Regions from separate parts of the Oryctolagus cuniculus genome. Here region 1 is linked to region 2. Evidence: chromatin contacts called from public Hi-C data. All regions are on one chromosome and are shown on one strand. Each heading gives the region's core, a stretch centred on a gene start, on an enhancer-like site or on the middle of the called end of the contact. The rest is flanking DNA. Distances are from core to core; before and after follow the strand shown.

Evidence for each region. Hi-C and Micro-C count contacts between places; a contact is called where the count stands out from the background.
Region 1: a contact with region 2 is called in a Hi-C map of an unstated tissue, with 3 times the contacts expected there. The contact joins the promoter of VASN here to the enhancer-like site in region 2. A contact is called at or near these places in 2 of 6 Hi-C or Micro-C datasets (ear pinna and an unstated tissue).

What each region holds. Positions count from the first base shown.
Region 1 is chr19:31,242,914-31,248,064 of mOryCun1.1, forward strand. VASN (vasorin) reads right to left here and starts at 1,583. Exons shown (of 2, transcript XM_051836286.2): 1 at 1,429-1,583. The region is part of intron 9 of CORO7 (coronin 7); the gene reads left to right.
Region 2 is chr19:31,028,931-31,033,425 of mOryCun1.1, forward strand. All of the region lies in intron 2 of C19H16orf96 (chromosome 19 C16orf96 homolog), which reads right to left. Among named protein-coding and RNA genes, the nearest start is that of CDIP1, 33 kb to the right of the region's middle. Within about 2 kb of position 1,296, at least 1 of the 8 cell types and tissues checked has an H3K27ac peak or open chromatin away from gene starts, as enhancers often do.

The sequences.
Region 1 (5,151 bases), core at 333-2,832, 210 kb after region 2:
GGGGCCTTCCTGGAGTGAGCTCAGATCTGGGCGGTGTGTAAGGCACCCCTCTCCCATATCCAGAGTGCGAAGAGTGGCGCCACGGGATGGTAGTCGGCCACCCCACCCCCATGTGACCCTCTGGACCCACAGGTCTCTAATCTGCAGCAGTGGGGACAGGCAGTGCCCGGGCCCCCAGGCTGGCACGTGGGTGCTGGTCCTCCCTTGCCGGGCTGGGAGAGGCAAGATAATGGCCTGGAGGGGATCCAGCGGGGCTGCTCATTTCCAGAGCCCTCTTCCTGCCTCTGACACTCTGTTTACAGAAGCTCGGGCCGATTCCCCAGGGAGAAGACAGTAAACTCTGGGGACTGCAGGCCCCTCCCCCACCCCCGGCCCCAGCTCTGCGGGGCCAGCTCCCATGGACCCTGCACGGGGGCACCAGCCTGCCCACCTCTCCATGCATGGACACCCTGGCCCAACCTTGTCAGAAGGGACCTTTGAGCTTGGTCCTGTCCACAGTTGAGGAGGCTCTTGTCCTGACGGATGGGGACCGTGGGTCACGGTGTCTTGGTGCCTTCCTCCAAGCCAGGGGAACAGCCAGACCTCCGGGGCCTCTACCCAGCAGATCCACCTCTGGGCGCCAGCAGGAGAGGCGGTCAGTGGCCCTAGCGTGGTAATTGTTAACCAGCGGGGGTGAGGCAGAGCGGCTGGCACCAATGGGCAGGCTTGTCAGTGACCACAGGGTACCCCAGCAGTCCTCGGGCCCCTGTGCTGCCAGCCCAGGGACACAAAGGACTAGGCTGGTTCCAGGCCGCTAGGTTCATAAGCCAACCCAAGCGAAGCCCCTGCTCCAGCACTGGCAGAGAGGGGTCACCCGGACGCCTGCAGCCCTGAGGGCCCCTGTTCAACCGCGCTCCCTCCAACCTGGGCGACGGCATCAGATACCTGCCGGCCTTCCTGCCCCTCCCGGGGGCTGCACGTTTGCGGCCCCCTCCTCTGTTCTGAGTGACAGGGGTCCAGAGGACTCTGGGCAGCTTGCTCTTGCCAGGACCCCCGGACAGTCTGACCCCAGGAGGGAAAAGTGACCCAAGACTGCGGCTTCGCCATCCCCTCAAAGAGGTCTGATTCATAAAACGGGTCCTGCCGGAGGGCCCAGCCGTGGGAGGAGGAAGCGAGGGAGGGGGTGTTTATTTTGTCTGCTCGCAGCCTTGCGGGCCGGTAAGCCGCGGACACGCACACCCTGGCCGGCCGTGGGGCGCCCCGGGACGGCCAGGGCAAGCGCACAGGGGCGGCGCGCGCGCCCGGGTCCGCGCAGGTGGCTGTGCAGGACTGGGGCCGGGGTCCCGCCCTAGGTGCGTGTGCGTGTACGTGTGCGCGCGGGGGGTCCGCGCGTGACTGTCGCGTTCCCGGCGTCCCCGCCCGCAGCCGCCCGGCCCCGCAGACACTCACCACGCAGCAGCGGCGGCGGGAGCCGGGCGGGGTGGCCGCGGCCTCAGTTCTTCCGGGCCAGCCGGGCCCGAGGGGTCCGGGGTCCCGAGGTAGCCGCGCTCGCGTCTCCCCGCCCCGGGCTCGGGCTCCGGAGTCATCCCGCCGGGGGCGGGTCGCGCCTTAAGAGCCGGGAGGCGGGGCCCGCCGCGAGCGGGGGCGGGGCCTCCACGCATTGGCCGGGGAGTGGGCAGGGCTTTGCCTAGGCCCCGCCCCCTCCCCGCGGACGGGGGTCATTGGGCCGGGCTGGCCTGGTCCTCACCCCGCCATCTCCTGAGCCCGGTGAGAAGAATCTGGCCTGGCCTGGTGGTCCTGGTCGCGAGTCTGGAGTCCCGGGCTCCAGTCTGCCTGCCGCTGGTTAGCTGAGTGACAGCGGGAGGGTTTCTGCGTTGGTGTGAGGAGCAAGTAGATGCTGAGCGCAATGAAGAGTCACGGCCCAGGGAGGTGCAGGCAGGTGATCACGGCGGGGCTCAGGCACCTGAATTTTTAGGGGAAACCTCTCTGCGTGTTACTGTTGGTAGCTGACCCCGATTTCAGGAACTCCTGGGCCGGCCTCTAAGCCCACCTAGGCCCACGCCTGGGTTTGGGGTCCTCGTAGCCAGGAGGCAGGAGACTGCAACGCAGTAAGGGAGGTGACTGCACAGGACCTGCAGTTCCTGGCAGCTTCAAGTTCAGATTGTGCCCAGGGGGTGGGGCCTGGGCTGCAGTTGACAGGAGCCCATCATCGGGCAGTAAGGGCATGTGCCAGGGGCTGGACTAGCCCATAAAAATCCCCTGCCTTAGACGATTCCAGGAAAATGCTCTGCTGCCCCTCCCCCCAGCACGCACGCACACACACACATACACACACACGCACACCCCTGTCTGCTCATATTTGTGGTCAGTCAAGCCTCAGAGCCTTTGGGGACCCAGCTTGGCTCCCGACTTCCGGAGAGCTCTAGATACTTGTACCCCCCCCCCCCCAGCCGGCCAGCAGCCAGGGTTTTGGCTGGGCCTGCTCCCATCTTTGGGTGCCCAGGAGGCTAGGCCGCAGCGGGGGGTGGGTGGGGGGGAGGCGCTGCATGGTCCCTGGAGAACTCTGCTGCTTCTAGAATTCAGGATGGCCTCTCTCCAGCTGTCCTGAAGGCGCTAAGGGGGGTCTGGCTGGGATGGTCACCTTCTAGGTGACCCCTCCCCAGGACAGGGGGCTCCACCCCTCCTGGATTGGAGCCTGTGCCTTGCCAGTGAGTTTCCTTCGGTCTGTGTGAGGGTTTCTAAACCTTTGAAGCCATTGCCAACCTTGAAACATTAGGTGGTTTCACATTGTGTTGAACCAGAAGTCTTGGCTAAGGCTGGGTGGGAACTGCCCTCTCTGGGTCAGGGTCCGGCTTCCAGGTCAGCCCAGGCCCCACCACTCCCTGTTGTCTTTCCCACTCACACGAGGTTCTAGACTGGTCCCGAGCAATGTGAGTTTGGTCAGTGCCGCGTGGCTGCTGGTGAGGTGAACCCGTGCCACATGTCCTCTGAAGCCATCGAAGCACCAGTTGCCTCACTTTCCCCGGGACACAGGACATCCCTGCCGGCCCGGGAGCCTTGCACCTTTGTGGCCAGTTCTCGCTGATGGAGACACCCCGTTGGCGAGAGTCTCCACCTCCGGTCCTGCACCCTGGGTTCACACCACCCCACCCACACAGAAGCTCAAGGGGCGCTTCCAGGGGACCCCTCTCCAGGTTGTCCAGCCTTGCCTGGCGCGGTTTCAAGGAGTCACCTCCTGCTCTTGTAAGCTGGTTCCCAGGAACTTCTGTGGGGGGTGCAGCAGCCTGGATGACGGGCAGATCCGAGGGGCCCAGGCTGCTCCGGACCGGGGGCAATGCCGGGGGTCTGGGCAGGAGGGAGGAGCCAGTGAGGTAGCCTTGAAGCTGCTTTCCCAGCAGGTGTGCTGCAGGCCCTCCACAGCTCACCAGCGGCAGGAGTGTTATCGGGGGGTTGGCACCCCCACCCCTCACAGGGCTGCCCCCCCCATGCACGCCATGGCAGCACCAGCGCTCACCACCGCTGGCTCCGTGCCAGGTTGGGACTCACGTGCTGCATTCTAGACCCAGATCCGGCTTGGCTGTCTTTATAAGGCCTGGGGTCAGGCCCGTGCCAGCCTCTGGCCAGCCCTTGACGCTGGGTGCCGTGACCCCGTGTCCTGACCCGTGCCATGTTGTGGAGGGCAGGGTGCTCCCACCTGGCAGAGCTGCCCAGATGGCTCTCAGGGAGGCGGTCAGGAAGACTGGCCTGACCTGTCCGAGGAGGTGGCCCTGCCCTCTATGACTTCCTGCCCTGCGCCCCCGGCTCCTGAGTCAGTGACCAGCTAGGGCTGATGGGTCAGGGTGAGAGGAGGCTGGACGGGTGAGCTGTCCACGCTGGGATGGACCCAGCTAGGCGCCAAGGCAACAGAGAGACCACAGGAGCCCCTACCCAGCCCACTGACTTATTCCTAGCCTCTGCCCTGAGCCCTATGGGATGGCCTGCTCTCACTCTGCTAACCTGGCCCCACACAGCGGTCCTCACGTGCCCTGCTCAGTGCCCATCTGTTCCCATCCCCCATGCTTGAGGTCACCACCAGCTTTCCCTTGCTCGTCCACCTGAGACCCAGCTCTCCTGGTGCACCAGGTCCCAGTCCTTCAGGCCTCTCCTGGTGCAGCCCTAAACTCTGCCCCTCAGCCTGGCTGCCCAGAGCACCAGGCTCATCGTCCCTGCTGCTCCTGGGTGGGCTTTGCGCTTCCCTGCCTCGGCACCGTGGCATAGGCTGCTCTCCACTGGACTCCGTCCCTGTGATGTGTTTGCTTTCTCCATTGCCTTAGGATCATAGGGAGCACAACCCACACAATGGGCAAGCCAAGGCCATGTCCCGCAGCCCTCCCTCACTGCATGCTTTCAGAGACCCTCTTCAGTGTTCAGTATCTGTGGGATTATATCCGCTTCTTGCACAGGCTGTTAGCTCCTTGAGGACAGGTGGGGTCTTTTGTACTCACCTCTGGTAACTGCTGCAGCCCGAGCCAAGGGCTAGGTAGACGCTGGCTGGTGAAAGGAATGAGTGAGTAAGTGCTGGTGGGGGCCTGCTTCTCTCCCTGCCTTTTGGTGCCAGCATCAGTGTGTGGGGCACTTGAGGTCAGACTGTGCCTGTGTCCCTCATCCCCCCACCGCCCCCACTGCCACCACAGCCAGGTGGAGAATGCCAGTGCGGAGCCCAGCTCACCATGCTGGGCCCGAGGTAATTAGAGGCCTGTGTTACTCACAGGTGACCAGCCCAGAACACTCCAGGAAGTGGTGGAGACACCCAGAACCCCACCCAGCTTCCCAGTCCGTTCTGCGGCTCCTGGGGGGCCAGGGGGAGAAAGACTGGTGGGCGGCAGGGGGAGCTGGGTGCCTTGTCTCCTGGGTGAAGATAGAGCCGCTGCCGCAGCCGGGCAACCTCTGACCACTGGGCCCCCAGTGGTGACAGGCTTGTGTTTGAGAATGAGTGTTGGTGTCAGGGTGGGAGCCCAGGCTCAAGGGTCCCTAGGAACAAGAAACCAAGAGCAGAAGGGGGCCCCTGTCAGAGCTCTGAGCCCTGCCATTGTCCCCCTCACAGGGCTGGGGGCTAGCAGGTGGCCTCTGCAGGGCCCGGGGTTGGGGGCTGGCCCTCCCAGCCTGCCCTCTGCCTTCCCAGCCATCACCCCT
Region 2 (4,495 bases), core at 46-2,545:
GTTACGCCATTTGGGGTCTGAACCAATGGATGATCTCACTTTCTGTCTCTCCTTCGGTCTCTATAACTTTCTTTCTTTCTTTTTTAAAGATTTATTTATTTATTTGAAAGAGTTACACAGAAAGAGGAAAGGCAGAGAGAGAGAGAGAGAGAGAGAGAGAGAGAGGTCTTCCAATCGCTGGTTCATTCCCTCAACTGGCTGCAACAGCTAGAGCTGTGCCGATCCAATGATGCCAGGAGCCAGGAGCTTCTTCCAGGTCTCCCACGCAGGTGCAGGGGCCCAAGGAATTGGGCCATCCTCTACTGCTTTCCCAGGCCATAGCAGAGAGCTGGATTGGAAGTGGAGCAGCCGGATCTTGAACGGGTGCCCATATGGGATGCCGGTGCTTCAGGCCAGGGCGTTAACCTGCTGCACCACAGCACCAGCCCCATATTCCTTTCAAATAATATAAATAATCTTTTAAAAATTTTTCTTAAAATTGGGACCTTAAACTTTACAGAAACAGTGTCAGAATGAGTTTCTCTCCTGCTGCTGGCTAAGAGTCGTCAGTACCAATGGGAAAACTGAGGCGCCACGCAGACACACAGGAACTTCCAAAGGCAGCTTCCTGAAACAAATTCAAGGCTGTTCCTAGAGGCTGAATGGGGGCTTCTGGGGGAGGGGAAAGTCATGGTGCAATTCTAAAATACCCCACTAGGTGGCACTGGTGCACAGGCAGGCGTGAGACGCGCAGGCTGAGTTTTCTAACCAAACGGTTCTCAACTAGGGGTAGCTGACGCCAGGCAATGTCTGGGGACATTTTTGGTTGTCACAACCAGAGGGTGCTCTCTGATATTCACTAGAGACCAACGGCGCTGCTGAATATCCTACAATCCACAGGACAGTCCCAGACTCCAAGGAACTAGCTGGCTCAAAACGCCCATAATGCTGGAACCTAACCCTGCTACCGATAACCATCACAGCACAAAAGCCCCCAGTGCAGCAGTGTGTTGACCAATCGCACCAGCCCTTGGTCTGCCCCCTCAGGCCTCCTGCCCAGTGAGGGGAAGGCGCCCCCTTGAGGTCGCCCTGGTCCTCAGGCATCACCTGCCCTGCCTGGGGTGGGTGCTGAGGCAGGCGGGCTTCTGTCCCCCACCCCCATGAGGAGTGCCTAGTAACGGTGGCAGAGACACTAACACAGGCAGCCCAGAGTGAGGGGGGAGGGGTGGCATCAAGTGACCCCAGCACCAGCACCAGCACCGCACCGTGAGCCTCACTGCTGGCGGCTGCACTCGGCTAAGCAGCTACCACGGCAACCCCCTTCAATGGGCCATTGCGGTAACCCTGGGCAACCTCCCTCAGGCTAGGACCAGGCAGTGTTCTCAGACGCTGGGGACATTCCTTGGGTGCACAAACAGTCCTCTCAGGGCCGCAGAGCCAGGCCCCAACCTGTCTGCCAGCCCTTTGGGGAGCTGGGTGGGTCACCCTCTTGAGCTGCTCAGGGCACCCGAGAGCCTTCATCCCTCAAGGCGGGCCGGGGGTGGGGGTGGGGGAGCCAGCCCCCTGCACAGCTGTGTCCTACTTGCCCGAGGCCGGTAACCTGCCTTGGCCTCGCAGCTGCAGCCCTGGCCCTGCCCAGCAGCAGTGTCTGCCCCAAGCCTGTCTTGTCTGACACCAAAGCTCCAGCTTTGTTTGGGCTCCTACCCGTACAGAGGGTTTTATCTTTCTTTCTTTCCCCTCCTCCCTCCTAGAGGCAGAGGGAGTCATACACACAGAGTTCTTCCACTGCTGTTCATTCCCCCAAATGCCCACGAGTTCCAGGAATGGGCCAGGTTGCAGCCAGGAGCCAAGAATCCAATCCAAGTCTCTCATGTGGGTGGGAGGGGCCCAGTCACTTAAGCCACCGCCACGGGGTGTGCACTGGCAGGAAGCTGGAATCAGGATCAGGAGCCAGGAATCAAACCCAGGCACTCCAGTATTAGATCGGGGCATCCTAACCCACTCAGAGTATCTTTTTCTATCCTTTCTCTTACAACTTTTTTATGTCTGAATCAAATGCATTTCCCTTATAGATAAAATATGGTTAATTATGTTTGATGTTTTCTTTTTTTTTCTTTTTCTTTTTCTTTTTTTTTTTTTTTTTTTTGACAGGCAGAGTGGACAGTGAGAGAGAGAGAGAGAGAGAGAAAGGTCTTCCTTTTGCCGTTGGTTCACCCTCCAATGGCCGCCGCAGCCGGCACACCGCGCTGATCCGATGGCAGGAGCCAGGTGCTTCTCCTGGTCTCCCATGGGGTGCAGGGCCCAAGCACTTGGGCCATCCTCCACTGCACTCCTGGGCCACAGCAGAGAGCTGGCCTGGAAGAGGGGCAACCGGGACAGAATCCGGCGCCCCGACTGGGACTAGAACCCGGTGTGCTGGCGCCGCAAAGCGGAGGATTAGCCTAGTGAGCTACGGCGCCGGCCTATGTTTGATGTTTAAACAATGCATTCTGCCAGTCTCTGCTACTGCTGTGGTAAAATGCATCTCACTGTCAAGGGCTCAGTTTGACGGCATGATGTCCACGCACCACGGTCCAGTCCCAGACGCCTGAGTCTCCCAGAAGGAAGTCCCTGCCCTCAGCCCTGGGAACCACGGACGCATCTGTGTGTGCGGATTTGCCTGTTCTGGATGCTTCATGCAGCGGGAAGCACACAGCCCCTGGTCCTGCTGTCTGGCTCCTCACTCAGCACCGGGAAGTGGGGAAGGTTCACTCACACTGCTGTCTGGCCTCTTGCCTGGTGTGGGTCCCGCCCTGGACAGACTGGGTTCCTGCAGGGAAGGGGGAGGGAGCCTGGCACTGCTGGGATCACAACGCACGTCGGTTTCTCTGCTCAGGCCAATCTCTGAGCAGCAGTAACAGCAGCTCCAGACGGGGCACCTGGAACTTGGGCAGCTATGTGCTGGCACTTCCCACGCATTTTCTCACTCAGGGTTTGCTCCTTCTTCATATACTTAAGAGGCCGAGAGACAGAGTTCCTATCCACTGGTTCTCTCTCCCAGATGCCCCCAATGGCTGGGGCTGAGCTGAAGCCAGGAACTCAACCCAGGTTTCCCAGTGGGCGGCAGGAACCTAAGTACTGAGTCCTCACTGCTGCTCCCAGGTATTCATCACAGCAGGAAGCTGGAGTCAGGAGCTGGGCTGCAGGTGTCCCACCTGGCACCTCAACTGCTAGGCCAAATACCTGTCCCTCACTTAGTATTAATTTTCTGGCCAGGGCTGATTGGGCTGGTGGGGGGAGATGAGAAGGCCTGGGGTCATGCAGCGATGCCGTTCTCTTGCACAAAAATTATAACCTTAAAACCCAGAGGCTGGCAAGTGGAAGTTTAGAGGCACAAGGGCTATCTTCTGGCCTGCAGGATTCAGGAGCCTGTCCAGCTGGGCCCTGCTGTCCACCCATCATGGCCTGGACATTCAGGTGTTCCTTGGCTCCCGACAGACACCCAACACCCTTCAGCTAACATGCTTTCTCTGCTTGAGGCGCATCTTAACCAACCCAACCAGGGATGACTGGATCAAGTAAAGACCAGTCCACACAAAGAAGGGAGTGAAAGGAACAGAGCCCCGACACCCGCCCCAGCCTCTGACACCCGCCCCAGCAGACAGGATCCTTGCGGACAACGCGCTCAGTGAAAAGAGCCAGGCTCAGGAGAGCACACAGGGGTGACTGCCTCTCTGCTGAGTGTCGAGACGGGCAGCGCTGACACACAGGAAGTAGACTGCTGGTTGCTGGGGCTGGAGGGAGGAGGAGCAACTGGGAAGGCAGGGGTTTCCTTTCACGGTGACAAAGTTTAGAACTAGATAGAAGTGGCAGTCGGAACACTGCCATTGGATGAAATATCACTGAACTGTTCACTTGAAAAAGTCGACTGCGGGCTAGGCATCGTGGCACAGTGGTTCAAGCAGCCGCTAGGGATGCTTGTGTCCTATGTTGAGGTGCCAGTTCAAGTCCTGGCTGCTCCACTTCCAACCCAGCTTCCTGCTCATGTATCCTGGGAGGTAGTTATTGATGATGGCTCCAGTGCTTGGGCCCCTGCTACCCATGCGGGAGACACATGGAGTTCTGGGCTCCTAGCTTCAGCCTGGCACTGTGCTGGCTGTGGTAGGCATTTGAGTAGTGAATCAAGAGATGAAACATCTCTCTCTCTCTCCAAGAGGATAAAAACACACATTTAAAAATGGTTTATATTTTGTGACTTTATCTCAACTTCAAAAAGAAGAGTGTTAACCCCTGATACTCTGAAAATCACCCTGACTCCTAGGGAGAGGCTGTGACACTGCAGCTGGGCACACAGCAGTACAAGGAAGATCCAGGATGTGCCACCTCCGTGAAGGGGTGGGCAATCACTGGCTGAGCGGCCGACTCAGCCCAACAGCTTGTCATCACCCTGACTGACCCCAGCTACCCTGGACCTGTGCAGGATGATGCCAGTCTCACGTCCGCCCTCAGCGTGCAGATGACCCAGAGGCAAGGCACA